Linked DNA regions of Mus musculus: region 1 is linked to region 2. A link is a contact called in public HiChIP or PLAC-seq data. All regions are on one chromosome and are shown on one strand. Each heading gives the region's core, a stretch centred on a gene start, on an enhancer-like site or on the middle of the called end of the contact. The rest is flanking DNA. Distances are from core to core; before and after follow the strand shown. Region 1 has its middle 27 kb from the start of Lpar1. Region 2 holds the start of Gm35402 (a long non-coding RNA gene).

Evidence for each region. HiChIP or PLAC-seq counts read pairs in DNA pulled down with a chosen protein or histone mark.
Region 1: an H3K27ac HiChIP or PLAC-seq map of the NIH/3T3 cell line shows a contact between it and region 2, with 4 times the contacts expected there. The contact joins two enhancer-like sites. A contact is called at or near these places in 1 of 15 datasets of contacts at CTCF or cohesin (the NIH/3T3 cell line) and 1 of 115 datasets of contacts at active chromatin or transcription factors (the NIH/3T3 cell line).

Annotation. Positions count from the first base shown.
Region 1 is chr4:58,576,834-58,584,011 of GRCm38.p6, forward strand. No RefSeq gene overlaps it. Among named protein-coding and RNA genes, the nearest start is that of Lpar1, 27 kb to the left of the region's middle. Within about 2 kb of position 1,803, at least 39 of the 459 cell types and tissues checked have an H3K27ac peak or open chromatin away from gene starts, as enhancers often do. A contact at or near this core is called in the NIH/3T3 cell line, where this site is marked.
Region 2 is chr4:58,027,126-58,034,874 of GRCm38.p6, forward strand. Gm35402 (a long non-coding RNA gene) reads left to right here and starts at 7,481. Exons shown (of 3, transcript XR_390600.3): 1 at 7,481-7,688. Within about 2 kb of position 4,531, at least 6 of the 459 cell types and tissues checked have an H3K27ac peak or open chromatin away from gene starts, as enhancers often do. A contact at or near this core is called in the NIH/3T3 cell line, where this site is marked.

The sequences.
Region 1 (7,178 bases), core at 553-3,052, 550 kb after region 2:
ATCAAACACTGCTTTAGCATTTGCAAAACTTCTGAGTGTCTGGCACAAAACTCTCACATTTGTAGTTTCAGGACAAAAAGCAATGGAAACATCTAGAAAAGGTGTCAGGGAAACAGCACCCCCAGAGCTTCTGTGCTGCTTCCTAAACCTAGGAGAAGCCAGGGCTACACAGGCTCAAAGCGATACCCCAGCAAAGCAACAGAGCTACAAAGTAGCGCAAAGGGAGTGGCTAGGAAGATGGAAGGCTTTCCCCTTTGTATGTGCCTCACAAGAGAACCCCTTGCTCTTCACAGCAGCTCACAGTCATTTATTTGTCCCTGTCTCTTAAGACTCTCCTTTTATTTTGTTCTGCTGAGGTTTTGTAGATATTTTAGGGAGGCACTCTGAGTCTGCTTGGTGGAGACTTGCTATAGGCAGGTAGCCTTGTTATTGGCATCTAACAGTGAAAAGATACAGATGAGTTTAGGTGGCCCAACACCTCCCACAATCCTCCTCATTCTATCTCTCCAGCATTCATTTCTCTATTACCATGCAGTAAGTTGTATTCATTCGTTCAGTTAACAGTGCTACGTGCAGGTTGAGGCCAGGGCATAGCACATAGGAGGCATTCTGCTACTGACCTGCATCTCCAGTCTACATGGTGGGAATCAGGACTGACAAGAGACTTGGGCACTTAGATACCACTTTTGGCTACTTTGATCAAAGCCTTAGCGGCAACTCAGTGGTCTCTCTTTTTTTTTTTTTTTTTTTTTTTTTTTCTTTTTTTTTCTACTCTTGCCTCTGTCTGCTCTGGGACTTTCCCAGGCACACTGCATGCTGAAGCCCTTAGCAGCCCTCTGTCAATCCTCACCTCCTTTTCTCCTACTTTGTCACTTGGCTTTACTCTTCGGGCAATTTCCTTTACAAGTCTGCCTCCTGCCCTCACTGCCTCTGAGGCACAGATCCTCTCTGCTCTCAGGACTTCCCGCTAAGCCATTGGGCCATCTGCAGATGGCCTCTCCCAGCCCCCAAACCTGGGACAGCTGCTTTTCAACTCCAGTGTGTCAAGGAAAGTCCCTCTTGTTAAAAGGCAGACCTCACAGTAGCCCCCAAGAAGTGAGCAACTCTGGCAGGTCCTGAGAGCTGCTGGCATTTGACAAGCCTTCTAGGAGACTCTGATGCAATTTACCTTTAAGAAACACTGACCTAGGAAGGAAGTAACAATTAGGTAAGGCTCTTTCTTTCTGCCAATTCTTCATCTTTGAATGCTTCTGATTTTATTTTCCTTCCTTCCTTCCTTCCTTCCTTCCTTCCTTCCTTCCTTCCTTCCTTTCTTCCTTCCTTCCTTCCTTCCTTCCAACTTAATGGACCACACTGAGCGCATGTTCAAGGTTCTAGTCTTTTCACTATCCTTGTGTCTCTTCCTCCTCCTCTTCCCCTTCCTCCTCTTTCTCCCCTCCTTCTCTTTCTCCCCCTCCTCCCTTTCCTCCTCCCTCTCCTCCCTTTCCCTGCCTCATTGTTCTTCCTCTCTCCCTCCCTCTCCTTCACCCTCCTTCCCTCCTCCCTCCTCCCTCTTCCCTCTACCCTCCTTCCTTCTCCCTCTTCCCTCTTCCCTCTTCCCTCTTCCCTCTTCCCTCCTCCCTCCTCCCTCCTCCCTCCTCCCTCCTCCCTCCTCCCTCCTCCCTCCTCCCTCCTCCCTCCTCCCTCCTCCCTCCTCCCTCCTCCCTCTTTCCCTGGCATCTCAGGCCTTGAGGAGCATTACACATATCTGACATTCCTTATTTCTAGAACAGATAGGAAGGAGTCTGACTTGTGCTGGACAGAGTGTCCCCTGAGGTTTGGACACGTAGGCTACAGAGCACAGAAGAGTGGAGAGCCAGGAAACCCCAAAGCAAGCACAGCTGGAATCTGTAAAGTGCGCCCTCCCTCTTTGATTCAGAGAGAAACAAGCAAACAGCTGACCTGTTGCTCCAGCTGTTAGTCTCTGCTGTCTGAAATGTATGATAAATGCAGTTCTAAAAGCTGACAGTGTGCTGTCTACTTTCTCCTTCACCAAATTTTACTAAGTTGGTATCTTTCAAAAGACCTTCCCCACATAGACCTTCCGCCTTAATTATTCTGTGTGATATTAGAGTTGTGTGAGTAGATGAAGGCATTTTTTCTGAACCTGGAGCTTCAGAAGTGGGGAGACAGGCAAAGACCATTTTATTCACAACAGAAATTCCAAAAAACATATTTAGAAGTTTATTGCTTTTTATTGTAATCTATGGCTACTAAAAAGTTGCATATTAATTGAAATTTGTAATTTATATGTAGTTATATGTAAATGAAAGTATACCCAAACTGTATCTCCAGAGTCTATAATTTGAAGAAACCCTAGTATAATTTTTGAACATTAATGTATTTTGTTTGCTATACAACTGTTCATCTTACTGTGTCTCATTTTCTAAGTTAAGGTTGAAAAAAAAAAAAAAAAAACCCTGGGGTTAGGGAGGGGCACTGCCTGTGATCCTAGCACTGGGAGGTGGAGGCAGGAAGACCAGGAGTTCAAAATAAGCCTTGGCCATATAGCAAGTTCAAGGCCAGCCTAGGCTATATGATACCCTGTATAAAATAATAATTATAAAATAATAACAAAAAGACAGGGAAAATCAAGTTGCCTTAAAGTTGAAGCATTTCTCTTGATGAGTGTTTCGTTTAAAAAATTGAAAAAGTACAAATTCCCTAAACATACTTCCACTGAGTAAGAAAACTCACATAACATGTAAGCCAAAACTGATAAGCATCTAAGCTTATTTAAAAACAAAGACCAAAAACATTGTGGATAGCAAATTGGAAAAAAAAAAAAAAACCCTCTAGTTTTTCTAGAATCTTCTCTGATCCCTAGGCTTCATGACCCTTTCATTTGAAAACACACACACACACACACACACACACACACACGCACACACACACACGCACACACACACACACACGCACACACACACACACACACACACGCACGCACACACACACACACACACACGCACACACACACACGCACGCGCACACACACACACACACACGCACACACACACGCACGCACACACACACACACGCACACACACACACACACGCACGCGCACGCGCACGCACACGCACACACACACGCGCACACACACACACGCGCACACACACACACACGCACACACACGCACAATCACTGGTTGCAAAACAAATTCCATTTTATTTACATGTGTTCACTGAGACCTGTTTGATCTGCTGAACTTAAATAATTTGTAGACAGCTGGCTTCCTTAGATATGGGGAGTAAGGGGTTCCCCACTAAGAATCATCTTCGAGGGACCGCCTGGAAGCCTGGGCTTCTCATCGCTGTCCAGCAGGTACACCATGCTGAAGCCGGCAGCCCTGGAACCTCCACAGCCCGCCAAGAGGCTTCGCAGAAGAAACGCCCATTTCCTTCTTATTCTCCCTTGCTTTTAGAACAGCTTTAAGGATAGCCACCCACACCCCTCATCTGTACAAAACCAATCATGTTAGGTCGAGAATCGTAGGGTGGGGGAGGGGAAATTGTGGCTGTGAGCAGATGAAGAGCCAAGGAGAGAAAGGCCCAACTGCAGAACAGCTTCAGTATGCCCGTCCCAAGTCTGATAAACATCTCTATAATATTAAACACTGGCTGGAAGTACTTTTACATAAGGAAAAGAGAAGACCTTTTCATGCTTTTCAAAGGTGAGCACAAGATCAAAGAAGCCAAGATGGAAGTTTCTTGACTGGAATTCCATCAGCACAGATGGAAAACTCATTTAAAAATAAAAATAAATATACTCACAAATAAAAATAAGCCTCTAGGTTTTAAGACTTCTGGCCTGTGTTAGACGGAACATCAGGAGCCAATTAAATTGCTCTCCCCTTTTTTGTTTATTCTAAATGATACGGTCTTTCCCCTCCTCTGATTAGACCAGCATTGCATCCGCTGTGGTAAGGGTCCGTTCCTTCACTTGCTTCAAACCCTTTTTTCCTAGCGCAGAAGTTGGAAAAACCTTAAAAGTCTGCACTGTATCACCTGAGGAAAAGCCAACTAAATGTTCACTTTATGTCTTATAATATTTTCTTTTGCCCCCAAAAGACACTGGCAGCTGGGGAGTGTCTGGGTCCGTTTGTCTGTGAACCGTGGTGGTACACAGCCGGCCACAGTGGTTCCCTTTCTAGATCTTCTTGGGCTTTCACTGCCTCCTGGGCATCTAATGGGATATATTCTTCACGTTACGCTTTTAGTTTTCTCTAAAACTAAAAGGTCTGGATCCATGGGTCAGTTCTAAAAGGACAACACCTAGGCTTAGAGCCTTGTTGTGAAATAGGGACTATAAAGTGACATGAGTCTTCCCAGTTGCTAGCTGGAGCACAACTGAACATGTCTGTTTCCTGTCTGTCCACCCAATGAAGGGCTCCATGTTTCGTGCCTGCGCATTTCTGTCCCTGGGGTGTAGTCCCAGGAGCAGGGTGAACCTTACATGTTGGAAAAACGCTACCAGCTAGGTTTGTAAAAACCACAAGTCATGTGGCTGTTGACTTGTATAACACATGTAAACTTTCTTATACGAGTCATAGGAGGGGGAAAAAGGAAGAAAGGCGTTTGATGCAGTGTTCTCTTACATCTGTCCAGAATGACTAAGACAACCCAGAGGCTCAGAGTGCTTAGGTAAGCAGACAACCCCACGATGGAGCCTGGGAGGCTTCAGTCCCCCCTAAGGATCCCCACCAGCGAGCTCAGGGGCCCATCACATCCTTGTGAACACTCAGCTGACCATCTCAGGAAAAGTCAAGACTGTCATTTGGTTTGGTTTTGTCTTTTTGAGACCTGGTTTCTCTGGCAATCCTGCAACTACTCTATAGGCCAGGCTAGCCTCAAACTCACAGAGATCCGCCTGCCTTTGCCTCTGCCTAGGGAGTGCTGGCATCAAAGGCGTGGCCACTTCGCTGGCCAAAATGACAGGACTATTACCTCAAAGGTGAAAAATGTCTTTTATCCTTATATCCACAATAAACCAAGGACTCAGCTCTATCAACCCAGGGGCTCTGATGGGCTCTGTGGCCACCATGTACTGCATGGTGTTGCACAGATCTTTTCTGTGTAATTCAACCATCGGATTAAATCAAATGCCTGCAGTACTCAGTGGGCTGTCTGCCTTGCTAGCTCCAGCTCACCCATTCTTTCTATTAGTTTCTAGGAGACAGAATGGAACTGTTGCCTTCATACAAACAGCAGAGTCACCTAGAATCTCTGGGTGTGTTCAGGTTTGCCTACTAGAGGCCATTTCTATTTTGAGTGGGTGTAAAAAGTGGTAGACTAAATCTGACCAAACTTCTTCTACCTCCCCTCCCCCAACGCGGTGGCCCCAAGCTGCGCCCCGAGTGGCCCTGACCAAACTTCTAATTCAGAGGCATTCTCAAGTATGTAGAATTCTCAACTCTGAGCCCAGCCTAAGATGCCCCTTGGAGAGAGGGGCAGAGGGAGGGGGAGAAAGAGAGGGGAGGAGTGGGGAGGGGGAGGGGGAGGGGAGAGATCCTACTCTCTGAGCCATAATGTACTATTAAAGCGATAGTACATAATTTTTTAAATTGAAAATAGATTGTTTTCACGCAATATATTCTGATTATGGTCCCCTTCCCCCAACTCTTCCCCAATTCCTTCCTACCCCTCCCATCCAAAGCCACACCCTTTCTCCCTCTCTGTTTCTCTCTGCTTCTCTCTCTCTCAAACATTTACCTAAAAAATAATAATAAATTAAAATAAGATAAAACAAAAACAAATAAACCAGAATATGACAAAACCAACAGAAGAAAAAGAGCCATAGGAAAAGCGCAAGGAACACTGATAGATGCAGAGACACACAGAGATCTCATAAACATACAGAACTGGAAGCCCTACTATCTGCACAAAGCCTGTAAGGAGTGTTTAAAAAGCCCAAACGAAGCATTTTAAGATGATGATCAACAGCCACAGAGTGGCTACCTGCCCAGTACACCACAGGCACAGCTTCACTCTCACTCACATGAAACCTTTGGGAAAGAAGGCTTTCTCTACCCGAGTCTTAAACACTGGGAACGGGAACTCAATGCTCATTGGCCAGAATCTGAGAGCAAAGCAGCAAATCCTGGATCTGAATTTCCATCTTATAGGCTTCAAAGCTAGCACCGCCCCTACCGGAAATGTGTAAAAGGATCACGCTCGCTCGGTTGGCAAGGAACTCTCAAGGTGGTTTTTCCCCCACCGCCAAAGTCACTTCTAACCAAAACTGAAGATTCTATGATAAACTCTGAGTCTCCTGTTTGTTTATCGATCAGATCACTGTCTAAGATGGCAAAACATGCTGACTTCCCAACCTTTAATGTTTCACCATGCTCCTCCTCCTACCACATCTTCCAGCCTCTCAGGCTCCATCTCTTGCCGCTCTCTTGTTCCAATATTCCAACACTCATCCCAGTCTTTGACTTTGGTGAGGTTTGTCCTCTTCTCTACACCAGTTTCCATGTTCTGCCCGGTGTCTTATATGTAAGGGCTTTGAGATTTTAACTTTCCTTAAAGACTAGTTCAGAGAAAGTTAGAATAAGCATAGTTATTCCCTGACTGTTCAACCAAGTATCATTCTCTATAATTATTCTACATAGGATATTATATATACTTTCGCTTGGACATAGCTTATGTCATGTATAATTCATACAAGGTATGTATATATCATATGAGCTATCTTTTGTTTGAAATACGTCTATACTGTTGCTCTCTTCTGAAGCTGGTGGTTCATGAACGTTTATAATTTAAATTTGCTGTGGAGATTTGAATGAGAACGGTCCCCATAGGCTCATGTAGTTGAATGCTGGGTCCCCAATTGGTAGGCATCTTTTGGGAGGGACTAGGAGGTGTGGTCTTTTGGAGCAGGTGTGTCACGAACAAAGGCAAGGCAAGGAACCATCCCCACTTCCATACACTCACATCCTGGCAAGCCAAGAAAGTATGTCTTTGGAAACTTATTTGGTTCCAGTAAGAATCTAGAGAAGGGATGTTCATCTAAAAAGAAGAGAGAGAATTTCTCCGAGCTCAGAAGCATTCTGCATCAGAGAGGTAATTGGCCTCCATAATTGGCCTCCTGATGATATCTGAATGTACAGCCGGAAACCTCAGACCCAAATGCAGGCCAT
Region 2 (7,749 bases), core at 3,281-5,780:
ATCATGGGGCTTGATAAACCTTATGAGCTAATTAAATAAAGACACACACACAGTTCTCTTTCTTTGAGGAGTTTTGACTAATCACTCCCCCATAGCTCACATGGCTTTTGTTTGCTATGTAGTCAGGTGTTGCCTGCCTTAGAATCTATAAAGAACTGCTATCTAATTTAAATACCACGAGTCATTCTGTTTCTCAAAAGGCACCATGACTTCTGTGTGTTCCATGTTTGGCAGCTGCTAATCCTCTGAGTGGGGCAATCTGACTGAGTTTTGAGGATCAAGTGAGATGATCTGTGCGATGAGTCTGTCAGCCATGAACCACACCCACAGATGCAGGAGATTATTACTGCCATTCCCTTAGCACTAAGTTGACAGTCACTGGGTGCTTATACTGGAAATAATGATGAATAGTTAAAAGTAAATAGAGCCTACGTCTTAAGTTTATTGGACTGGACTTCCTCTCCATAGCTTGTTTGGGAAAATATTCTTTGGAATTTGTTCAAACTATTTCATTATAGAAGAAAAAAAAATCTACAGAACTTATAGTGTAGAGCAACTTAGTAAAGCTAACAATTCTCTACACCCCCACTTTTTGTCTTAAGCCATATTTTATGCATATACAGACAATATAAAGACAAAACAGTAGATTTTATAATTTGCAAGTCTCCTCCTCCTCCTTCTTTCCTTCTTTTTTTTTTTAAATTAGGTATTTTCTTTTTTAAATTTAATTTTATTTATTTATTTTTTATTAGGTATTTTCCTCGTTTACATTTTCAGTGCTATCCCAAAGGTCCCCCATACCCACCCCCCCCAATCCCCTACCCACCCACTTCCCCTTTTTGGCCCTGGCGTTCCCCTGTACTAGGGCATCTAAAGTTGGCAAGTCCAATGGGCCTCTCTTTGCAGTGATGGCCGACTAGGCCATCTTTTGATGCATATGCAGCTAGAGACAAGAGCTCCCGGGTACTGGTTAGTTCATATTGTTGTTCCACCTATAGGGTTGCAGTTCCCTTTAGCTCCTTGGGTAATATCTCTAGCTCCTGCATTGGGGGCCGTGTGACCCATCCAATAGCTGACTGTGATCATCCACTTCTGTATTTGCTAGGCCCCGGCATAGTCTCACAAGAGAGAGCTATATCTGGGTCCTTTCAGCAAAATTTTGCTAGTGTGTGCAATGGTGTCAGAATTTGGAAGCTGATTATGGAATGGATCCCTGCATATGGCAATCACTAGATGGTCCATCTTTTTGTCACAGCTCCAAATTTTGTCTCTGTAACTCCTTCCATGGGTGTTTTGTTCCCATTTCTAGGAAGGGGAAAAGTTTCTACACTTTGGTCTTCCTTCTTCTTGAATTTCATGTGTTTAGCAAGTTGTATCTTATATCTTGGGTATCCTAAGTTTCTGGGCTAATATCCACTTATCAGTGAGTACATATTGTGTGAGTTCCTTTGTGATTGGGTTACCTCACTCAGGATGATGCCCTCCAGGTCCATCCATTTGCCTAGGAATTTCATAAATTCATTTTTTTAATAGCTGAGTAGTATTCCATTGTGTAAATGTACCACATTTTCTGTATCCATTCCTCTGTTGAGGGGCATCTGGGTTCTTTCCAGCTTCTGGCTATTATAAATAAGGCTGCTATGAACATAGTGGAGCATGTGTCCTTCTTACCGGTTGGGACATCTTCTGGATATATGCCCAGGAGAGGTATTGCAGGATCCTCCGGTAGTACTATGTCCAATTTTCTGAGGAACCGCCAGACTGATTTCCAGAGTGGTTGTACAAGCTTGCAATCCCACCAACAATGGAGGAGTGTTCCCCTTTCTCCACATCCTCACCAGCATCTGCTGTCACCTGAGTGTTCGATCTTAGCCATTCTGACTGGAGTGAAGTGGAATCTCAGGGTTGTTTTGATTTGCATTTCCCTGATGATTAAGGATGTTGAACATTTTTTTCAGGTGCTTCTCAGCCATTCGGTATTCCTCAGGTGAGAATTCTTTGTTCAGCTCTGAGCCCCATTTTTTAATGGGGTTATTTGATTTTCTGGAGTCCACCTTCTTGAGTTCTTTATATATATTCTCCTGCTTCCACCATCATTCCCTCACTGCCTGCTGCCATATCTTCCCCACCATGATGGACTGTATCTCTTGAGAACTGTGATCCAAAACAGACCTTCTCTCCCTTAAGTTGCTGTTATAGTGACACGGACCACCCCAGTCAGGTAAGAGAGGCCCTGGAATGAGGGTCCTTGAAGCTATGTGGGTAAGGTGACAAACAGAAACAAACACAGAGGCAGTTTGAATCTGAGTATATTTTGCAGCTCTCAAGCAGGGAATTTTATACATTAAAAAGCCAAGCATTATAACTCTTAGAAACTGTATCCAGTGAAACAATCACAGATACCAACAAAAATCATTTGGCACAGTAAAGCACAAAAATCATCCAAGCATTACAACTCTGAAACTATATAGTCAGTGAATCACAAACAGACTAGGTAACATCATTATTAATCTAAGTCATCAAATATAACAATTCTAAAAGGATATATTCAGTGGGACAGTTGTCCAAGGCCAGTGGCATATTTCCAAGAGCAGGTTAATAAATCTTTATGGTCAATGCTCTTAACCTCTGAGATAACTCTCCATCCCCATATGGTCAATTATTATTTAATATCTAATGCCTGATTTTTTATAAATCTTCAACACATAAATTCAAACTATTTTAATTCTTTCTAATAAGGCTTTATTTACCATATACCAAACCTCACCTCTGATGACACATGTGTAGCTATATGAAATTTTATTGTTGGGAAAGTTTTTATCTATCATAATAATTTTGTAAATGATTTAAAAAGTTAAGCGTTGGTTTCCCCGGAGATAAGGTCATGTTAGTGACACCATCTCAAGGGATGGTTTCTTACTCATTATTCTCACTTAAGATCTTGGCCTAGGCTACCAGAAACATGTAAAATAAGAAAAGGAATAAGAGAAACAAAATAGATAGATTGCCATGAGAACTACGGCTCAATAATTTTTCTCCAGCGAAGAGTTTCACAACTGGTTCCAGGAGGCCTCCCCCTTTTGAGGTCAATTGCCTCAGTCTGTGGAACTTGTCACACAGATCCTTCTGGAGGTGGTGTGGCATTATAAGGTAGATTATTACAGTAGCAGGAAAAGAAACAAAGATGACCCACCATTTCCCCACCACCATTCCCAGTGCTGAGATAGAATACAGCACCTGCCAGTCAAGTGCTCCACCACCGACCTGCATTCCCAGAACTCTAGCTATTGCATGACCGACAGTCTCTTGTGATCCTCTGGACATTTTCCACTGTTATTTTTTCAACATAATTCTGCCTGGGATACATGCTATTGTGGTGGTTGAAGAGAACCCATAGACTCATCTATTAAAGTACTTGATCTCCAGTTAGTGGAACTGTTTGGGAAGGATTAGGAGGTGTGGCTTTTCTTTAGAGATGTGTCACTGGGGGCAGGCTTAGAGGATTCAAAAGACTTAGGCCATTCCCAGTGTACTCTCTTTGCCGTCTGCCTATGGATCAGGATGTGAGCTCTCGCCGGTTCCTGCCGCCCTGTCTTTGCTCTGTCCTCATGGACTCTAACCTTCTGAAACCATAAGCACAATTAAATCCTTTTAAAAAATAAGTTGCCATGGTCATGTTTTGTCACAGCAATAGAAAAGTAACTAAAACAGTTATTGTCCAATTTGAGAACTGCATCAGAGTCTTTTGGGTGTGCTCAGGCTACAGAGAAGGCATAGTTCACAATTCCAAATTTACTTAATATGAATAAAGCCTGAACAAAAATACTCATGGTTGGTCATTAGTCACCAACCTTATAACCTGGAGGCAGTCTGGTGTTCCTCTCCTCCACTCTATCCCTTCTTCCCTGCTTGTCTTCCTTTCTTTTATTTTTTACATCCAACCTACCTCTTAACAAACAAAGATAAAACATGGAGAAAACAATACAGAGAGGCCTGGGAAATGACATAATCACTTTCAAAAACTGAAAAGTATATATGTTGAAATTTGAAAATGCAACAGCAGGCTTTCTGTGGAAGGCATGGCAGGATTTAGGGAAACGGGTTTTGAGGATATGGACTTCCATCCCACTCTGAGGAATTTTACCTTCAAAATGTATGTTTGATGTTGAGATGTGAGCAGTGCTCCCTGCCGTCCTTCACACTAGACTGTTGCCAAAGTGGGTGTGTAGTGATAAGCATGTCATAAGCAGATATGACTGATGCAGGAGCAATGGACATCTGGTAGGGAAAGGTAGAGGCAAGTGCTGAAAGTAATTCCTCAACATGTATTACAGAGAATTACAGAGATATTGTGTACTTAGGAATCTGTGCCCGGGGGTGGGGGTGGGGGAGAGAGAGAGAGAGAGAGAGAGAGAGAGAGAGAGAGAGAGAGAGAGAGATTAAAGGAAGATTGAAGAGGAGAGATGGGAAAGCTCCGGCTCAGCTTCTCTGCAGTGTGAATCATCACCACTGAGGTCTGAGAAGGGAGGGGCCACACTGTTTTAGAAAGCAAGGAGTCCAGTGGTTGGATCTGAAGGTGCTAGGCTCTTTGCACCCCACCACTTACATCTGTTGTATTTTGATTTTATTGCCTTTATATATACAGCTTTACTGAATCTTGATAGGATGATGTGTGTGCATTCCCCTCCCCTTCTCTGTGTGTGTATTTGTTCCCAAATGTTTTTGCCCAAGAGATAATTTAGTCACCATGGCAAAGTTCTAGGGAGGAGAACAACAATTCCTCAGTCAATACCATATAATTTTGCTATAAAAAAATGGATAATGAGGAAGGCAGTCCAGGAGATGTGTCACAGATTGGGAACTTAATGTTTGACTTTGTATGAATGCCAAAGGGCAAGCTTGGAGCATGTCATTTCCAATTCTTCATACTGTGTTCTCCTTGCCAATCCTTTCTTAGTGTATGTGTGCCGACGTGTGTCAGATGTGTGTATATGTGTCTCTGTGTGTGCGTTAGTGTGCACATATGTGTGGAGCTCAGAGTTTGATATTTGGTGTCTTCCTCAGTCATTCAATAAGTTTTCACTGATTCAGCAGGCTGGCCATCCAGTGATCTCCAGGGAGCCACCTACTTTTGTCCCCCTCCCCCCTACCCAGTGTTTGGAGTTAGAGATGTGCTATACCTGGCATTTTGTGTGGATCCCAGGGCTGTTCAACACAGATCCTCAGACTTTTATGGGATCAGCAGGTACTTTACTGATTTAGCTCATCTTCCTTCCTTGCTCCCAAAGACATACGCAAGCATATCTTTAAGCTCATTTCTGAGCACATTGTTGTGCCTTCAAAGCCACTGTTAGAAGACGAATGTGCAGTCTGTGTTCACACCCTTTATACACTCCAGGACTGTGCAGTGGCTGATGCTTTTCTTAGAGCAGAGAGAGGCTCTAAGGAGAAGAGCCATGGATCTGGAGGATTGAAGGATTGGGGGCAGTGGCCAAGGTTGTTTTCCACTCTCTCACTGATGATGACTTTACTCTGGAAACTCTCACACAGCCTGAGCCTTAAGTTTTGGACCTGAAAATGAAGGCAGGCCCTGGTGCTTGCTGATGCACAGCCCTGTCCTAAGGCCCCTTCTGAGCATTGCATTGCAGAGGTGGGGCTGAAGTTCCCCACTCACTGCAGGGGCTGGATGCTGGGAGGGATGATACATTTTCCACATGATCTGAAGTGGGAGCAAATAAGAGAAAAAGGAAGGACAGTCATATCAGCAACAGAAAGGCAAAACCACAGAGGAAGGAGGAGTCGGGATACTGCTGCCAGGAAGGTAGGCCTATGTGTGTTTCTGTGACTCACCAGAGAAGAGATGATGGACCAGGGCTGGGTGGAGAAGGCAGCTTGGATGTGTGAAAGTGGATGAGCCTATTATAAAAGGCAGAGAAGCTCTCAATTGACTCCTTGTTCTCATAGTCTCCACTCTGCTCTTAGGAGAGCTGGCGAGGAGGAGCCTGTCAGAATTTAGCATGCCTGTGCACAGCGCAAAGTGATTCATTAAGAAAACCAACAAACCAACCAAAAACCCATGCTTAGGGCGTTCAGAGTTTCAGAGAACTCAGGCAACACTGCTTTCCTTTGTTTTAGTATTTTGGTTTTTTGTTTTCTTAGAAGTAGCAGAGTTATATTCATTTCTTTATTTTATTCTTTGTGTGTACGAGTGTTTTGCTGGCATGTGTCTGTGCCCCAAGTGTGTGCCTGCTGCCTGTGGAGACCGAGGGAGGTGGATCTCCTGGGAGTGGAGTTACAGATGACTGTGAACCATCATGGGTACTGGGGCTTGAACCTAAGTCCTTGGAAGAGCAGCTAATGTTCTTAACCACTGAGCCATCTCTTCAGACCAGTTTTTTAAAGAACAAGGTCCCAGACAAAAGCATCACAAGGCTTTCTTTGATGCAGAAAGTACTCCTAGAATCTTGGGTGATGATGACACCTGAGACTGTGAGTTTTCATGTGCCAAATATCACAGAGACAATGATAGACACCCCAGGTTTAGTTTTATCAGTTTTTATTGAATCTAAGTTTGTAAGAGGCATCAATAATTCCCATGCACTTACATGATGCCTTTCTGCTATGAGAGGTGTTCCCACTTCACAGATGCCAAAAGTGAAAAATACTTTTTTTTTTTAATGAATAAAACACGTTCACTGGCTTAATTCTGTAGAAAAGTATGATTGAGACTATCTGGGTGTGAATATTGAACACAGGCTGTGAAACTCAGTAAGGAGGGTTGAGGTGGTTGTAGCAGGGGTACCAGGAAGGGAGGTTAGGAAAAGAATATTTCAGCCACCAGATCTTCGAGCACATTAGGTCAAGAATGAGTGTTCTTCAACTCCGTTGCAAGCGTAGGGTAGAGCACACATCTTTCCTGGAAGAGGTTTGAGAACACTAAGGCTCCAGATCCATATGCTGGCTGTGGGAAGGAAGTGTCTTAGCTTCAGACATCATTGTGATGGTTGCTGTATTGACTCCTTCAGTTTAACTCACTTAGATGGATCCAGTGTGGAATTAGGAAATCAGAGCTCAGAGACCAGACTCATGAACTGTTAGTGTGACCATGGACTCCTGGGGAAGCATTCATACTGAGAGAAACTGACTGACTAAGCAGGTTGGGTAAGGACCAGTAGTGTGAGGCTTGCTCCTACTGTACCGTCAGGAGGGCGAGACGTTTGAACACTACTTTGTTCAAGTCACATGGCTGTTAAGGTCCTGATCAGCATTGATGTGGGTGGTGGAATACCAGAGCTCTACATCCATAAATAAAAAATAAACCTTGCTATTAAAGATGCCCAGACACATAAACTAGCCAGTCTGCAAAGAGAGATGAGCTTTACTGGAGATGTGTTTGAAGTTCTATGAAACATAAAGGATGAGATCGTTAGGTCCGGGGTGCTTGCTAATAAGTAACCGGAGAGTGAAATAGCCACGTGGTCATTTTAAAGAAACGACATGTTTTGTTGCTTTGTACCTTCAGAGCGTGCATCCATGGAATCAAAACCTTTCTAAGGAACGATTAGGTGGTTAGGAGATAAAAGAAAAGTTTCTATGGGCAGCAGACGCAGCATTAACTATTTATATGGTTGAAAGCCTGGGGAGTAACAACAAACAGTCGCGAGGGAACCGGAAGTGCCCCTGCCGAGGTGAGTGCTGCAGAGTTGGGTTGCTACACTCCAGGGTGAGGCGGTCACTTACCTTGGGAGC